Linked DNA regions of Mus musculus: region 1 is linked to region 2. A link is a contact called in public promoter capture Hi-C data. All regions are on one chromosome and are shown on one strand. Each heading gives the region's core, a stretch centred on a gene start, on an enhancer-like site or on the middle of the called end of the contact. The rest is flanking DNA. Distances are from core to core; before and after follow the strand shown.

Region 1 (2,700 bases), core at 10-2,509, 53 kb after region 2:
GACTGGAGGTGTGGCTCAATGGTGGAGCTCTTGATAACATTTATAAAACCTTCCCTTTGATCCTCAACTCTGGAAAAAAGAACATTATTATTCTGAGATGATATTTGAAGTGAATAGGAATCTCATTTGGAAAATTAGATCATTATAAAATGAAATTGGATCAAGTAAACATTGGCAAACCATGAACTAAAATCCAATACTCTTTTACTCTTTCTTAAATGTTTTATTAAAATTATAAGCTTATTTATTTCCCAATAAATTATATATTTAGTGTTTTCTACTATTTATTTCAAGCTTCCTAACTACAGTTTGTAGACACTTCTTTTGATGATGGGGACCCTGCTTTTTTATTAAAACAGTGGGTTTTTTTAGCCTATTAAGATATTGGTGAAGAATATCTCTTCATCTCTTCTAAGAATAATTGAGTATAATTGATATTTCCTTTCTTAGCATGACGATAAGCTGTTTAATTTAAACTGGTAACTATCAGCCGAAGAGGCAAAGAAACACTTTTTAAACTAAGAGAACACATACTGGTTTACCTCTCTGAAGATAATGCCAGGGGTATTGTCCTATTTTGATGTTGACAGTCCAGAAAATATCTAAATATCCTGCCCCGAAATGTTCTTTGAGTCATTCAAAATGATATCATGTGCAGGCACCAAAGCTTCCCAGTCACACAGTTGGTTAACATTGGAAAGAAAAGTTAGAGGCAGACAAACTCAGGCTCTGTGCTCTCACCCAAGCTTAGACGGAGTCTGCAGAAAACCCAGATGACTGCACACTTGCTTAGGCAGAGCATCTAGTCAGTTCATGTCACAGAAAGAACCCCTCTAAATATTACTCTTCTCAGCTTAGGTTTGCTCCACACACGCATACATAAACTTGCATCAAAAACTTGTAATTTTTTAGTTATGTTTAACAAGATCTGCATTACCAGTGGTGAATGTGAATATGCTAAGGGGAACTATCTATATCTTGTTAGATTTAGTCAAAGATGTGTCTTTTAAATTTAAAATTAAAAGTACTAATGTACTAGTATTTTTTTCATGCTGTGTAATCATGAAGGTATTGAATACTAGAAATAAATTAAGACAAATTTAAAAAATGTTTCCATACCTTCTCCTTATTCCAATGATAAACCATATGCAACAGCTCACTACCACAGCAATCCCCCAGATCAAAGAAATGCTCATCATTTTGCAAAAGCAGGAAAACGTCCCAAGGGGAGAATCTGTGCTTAGCAAAGCAAGACGGTCCAGAAACTGTGGCTCTAACTAGGCTTTATATATGCACAGGACCATGATCCAATAACTTGAACTTGGGTGACCAGAGCAAACACTAACTATTTGTCCTCCTAAAAAAAAGAAAAAAGAAAAAAGAAAAAAATAGCATTATCTGGCCTTGAACTAAGTCCATCTTCTCAGAAGAGGCTCCAGAACAAGCAGAGAGCTGCAATAGTCGATAAGCCGAAGGTCTGTCCCTCATGTGCTGACATAACATTCAAAGCTGGGGACAACAGCTAACACTGTGCTTCTGTGTGTAGAAAAAGAAGTAAACACACTACAGAAGAGCTCACCTACCAAAGATGTGGAGTGTGTTGTAAAGCAAAACAGGCAGAAGCTTTCCATCCTGGCTTTAATACTGGCTGTCCATGTCATTAACCTTTGGGGAAAATTATTTAAATTAATTTCCAGAAGTATACAGCAACCGATCCTAAAGGATGTGAACGGTGTGGAACAGTTTGTTTTGTTTGTTTCTTTGTTTGTTTGTTTTTGCTTGATTGTTCAGTGTGTTTATAAAGCCACAGGTGCTTCATGTAGTCTATCTACTATCGTCGAAATAGAAAACCTCCCAGCACTCATCTTCTAGGCAGCCATAGCTTGAGAATTCACTCTTTACCAATTTTTATTTGTAATTAAGATGTACTTTTATTTCAAATAAAGACTACAACACTTCTTGTCAAAGTAAATATGAATTCATAATTTACCTCTTATACTACTCATAAACTGGTATACAACTTTCCCAACTTTACTCAGCATAATCTTTCATTTTGTGCTGAAGATTGAACCAATGGCCCCACTCCTCCAAGGCAAGCACTCTACCGCTGATTTACACCCCAGCTCCCTACTTAACATAAATATTAATTGAGCATTTTTATGTTCCAGGAACTCTTTGAAGATATTCTGGTTTCAGGTACTAACAAGACAGGGAGTTTCTCTACTGAAGATTGTATTTTGATGGGGAGACAGCAAATATGTGTTGTGTATCCATAAAATGAGGTGTATAGGGATAAATATGGCTTTAAATATGTTGATAGGAGAAGCTTTTTTGAAAAGATGATACTTGAGATAGAATAGCTAAGGAAAGACATTTCCAGGAGAGGGGACAGCAAAGGTGAAGTTCCTGAGCAGAGAGAGGATGAACTTGGTGTGCTAAAACACAGAATGAACAAATGGAGGATAGAAGATGGAGTTGGGTTTAAGAAAGAGACTAGAAGATAAGCAAAAATTAGTTCATATAGGGCTGCTTCTATATGCTTCATATAGAGTGGAGAGAGGATTGGACCTATTGCCTTGGAAGGCAAAATACCAGTGTAATGTTTTGAACATTTGAAAATCCAAGGGACAATGTCAATTTCTCAGCTGAGTATAAGAATCTGAGGTAAGGAGAAAGGAAAACATCAGTGATGTAGATGTT
Region 2 (2,700 bases), core at 38-2,537:
AGTACTGGAACATTCAGAGACTACTAAGCGCCCTTTTGACTTTGTGCCCTCCTCTACGCAATGTACCTTTGAATGTGTTTTTCAGAACAAAGTAATAAAGGGTTATTTTATGTGCTTTTCATTTTAAAAATCTTCCCCATTTTATTTTGATTTTTAACTCTATGGCAAAGTCTTATTTCCTTGCTAACTTTGCCACTTTTATTTTAGGGTCAAGAACGATAACTCATTTTTAGTGTTATATGCCAATCTGTGTTAATTTAAAAGTGGCAAATATAAATAATACATATTTTTAGGAAATGGTAGACTTGAAAAATCATATTGTGAGCATAGTTGAGAGCAAATGGACAAATGGGCTGCTTTCAGTAGCCTGGGATTTGTACTAAGGTTTAAAGCTGTAAGAGTAAGAAAGTCTTAAATGTTCTTGTTTCCTGAAGATGGATACAATGTTACATTCAACATTCTAAGGCATGAGGTATTTATTTTTATTCATGTAATAAAGTTGTATGCAAAACCATGTTTTCATGTTTATAAAAATGCATAATAATGAGTCTAGGAATACCCCTTAAAACATATAAATATTTATATGGAAGTGTTTAAAATATTGTGCACATAGGTACTTTATAGCAACTCAGACTGTCTTTCTTTGTATTCTGTAATACTAAGCATGTATGCCATTCCGTTTTGATAAAGAGTACATCTCTTTGAGATGTGTGGGTTTATTTCTTACCGAAGCCTTCCTGAGATCAGCATTCTCTACAGCTGTGTTATAGATGATGTCACTGTATTGAATAGCTTGTCCTGATTTTAGCTTAATAAATACCGTTTGCTCAGAGAAGCCTCCTTTCGTGCCTCAGTGTGACATCTCTGTCTCCATAGCCCCCTTACCCTGTTTACGGGAGCTTCTCCTAATGGTAGTAACTTAGCTTCTTGTCTGCTAGCACTTCTCATTCCCCAACATCTCAGACAGGGCAGGGACTTTGGTCCACGGGATCCCTAGGTCGCATGCCAGTACTTTACGTAAGAGTGGCTCTGAATGGCCAAGTGATAAGTTAGTACGAAAATAGCAGTCTCTGGACACTGGACAACGTATGCATTTATGTTTCTAAACAGAGATTCAGAAAGATACCAAGAACTGATACCGACAATAGCAAATGTTTGTAACTTTACTGGGTTTGGAAAGGAGAATACATTCTGGAAATGTCATCATGGTTCATTTCCAGGACTAGTTGCATATGTAGCATAGTGAAAGTAAAGTGCCCAGTGGCTGTCCTTGGTAATGGCTGGAAACACCCAAGGAACTCCTTCCTGGGGAACTAACAGCAGGAGATGTTTTCTGAGTCCCTGTCTGTGTGCGCTGATTGCAGAAGTGTGACAATAAGGGAGATCCTACTAAGAGTCCTGTGTCTGAGAGTAACTCTGACCTCTGGTACACTCAGGGGAGAGGGAAATGGTCTGTACAACAGACATTCCCCTTCAAGGAGAGGAACGTGCAACCGTGATGTTCCCATGGAATTTTCCATCTGCACTTCCTTGTCTTTGTTCTCCTTGGTGATCCGTTATTTAAAACGTTCTGCTGATGAACTGAGCTCTGCTCTCCGCAGCCAGATCCAGTGGAAAGTTTTCAACCTGCTGAATGGTTTCTATTTGTTTGCTCAAAAGCAACCATAAGGTCACGGTCATGTAGTCTGAAATAAGTTTGTATCTTTATACAGACCTCGGTGCTAACATAATATCTACTCACTTTTCATTAATTTCACATGGCTACCGATGCCCCTAAAATGTGAAAGAGCAGTTCAGAAAATATAACTAGTAAATTGAGTGTCCATTAAAATATATTTAATAATCTTTTAGATTAAGAAGCGTCAGAAGAGCAAATGATAATAGAGACTTAACAACAGGGCAGCAGACATCTTGCATAATCCAGCATGAGGAGCTGTTGATTTTGGCCCAGCTCTAAATTGGCTGCACCTCTAAAGATGTCTCACTTTCATGATATATTGTTCTTGTTCTCTGACTATACTCCATTGTGCAATCTCCCACGCAAGCAGAGGCAGCAGAAATGGCCTGTAGTTACGGATTTCCAAATAACCTTTATAAGCACATAAGAAACTCCGCAAACATGCATGTGTTTCAGTGTTCTTGGAATTATTTTGAGAAAGATGTGGTGGAAGTCTACATTTTGATATCCCAAAATAATAAACTCAACAGATTCATTTTTACTTACATACATGGATTTTAATTATACTTGACAAAACCCAGCCCTAAAGCTCCTGATAGCAAGAAGCATTGTCTGTGCAGTCCATGAAGTAAGTCACTCTTAGCACAGCTGTATTCCCTCCCAGGCATCTGGGGCTCTTCCTGTTCTTATTTTTGTTTAATCTGGTTTTGGTGTAAGGAAGACGGCAGCATACTGACGCAACTCCAGGTTGTTGTGCCTATTCCTTGGTGATATTGGCTATGAGATAAGTTTGGCTTGCACCCAGTTGCAAAGGGCTGCCAGACAAGTCACAAGTTATTTTTCACTTCTCCTAAAATGGTAGTTTTTAATAAGGAGAACCCATCTTAATCTATCTGAAAATAATGAGATATGTACATTTCTAGAAGTTTATTTATGCTTTTTTATTTCATATATGCAAGTAAGTCTCAATTTCACTTTTATAAGTGATTATGGAAAGCTAAGATTTCATTGGATAATGGCAT

What was found. Promoter capture Hi-C pulls out the DNA fragments that hold promoters and counts their contacts.
Region 1: a promoter capture Hi-C map of liver shows a contact between it and region 2. The contact joins the promoter of Cyp7a1 here to the enhancer-like site in region 2. A contact is called at or near these places in 8 of 39 promoter capture datasets (3T3-L1-derived adipocytes, the HPC-7 cell line, HPC-7-derived erythroid cells and 4 more), 8 of 484 Hi-C or Micro-C datasets (the 3T3-L1 cell line, effector CD8 T cells, embryonic fibroblasts and 3 more), 4 of 115 datasets of contacts at active chromatin or transcription factors (CD8 T cells, embryonic stem cells and liver) and 3 of 9 other capture datasets (adipose tissue, embryonic stem cells and pancreatic islet).

What each region holds. Positions count from the first base shown.
Region 1 is chr4:6,274,373-6,277,072 of GRCm38.p6, forward strand. Cyp7a1 (cytochrome P450, family 7, subfamily a, polypeptide 1) reads right to left here and starts at 1,260. Exons shown (of 6, transcript NM_007824.3): 1 at 1,120-1,260. The coding sequence starts at 1,199. RefSeq lists a promoter at 1,228-1,578.
Region 2 is chr4:6,220,849-6,223,548 of GRCm38.p6, forward strand. No RefSeq gene overlaps it. Among named protein-coding and RNA genes, the nearest start is that of Ubxn2b, 31 kb to the left of the region's middle. Within about 2 kb of position 1,288, at least 45 of the 459 cell types and tissues checked have an H3K27ac peak or open chromatin away from gene starts, as enhancers often do. A contact at or near this core is called in adipose tissue, liver, pancreatic islet and 1 more, where this site is marked.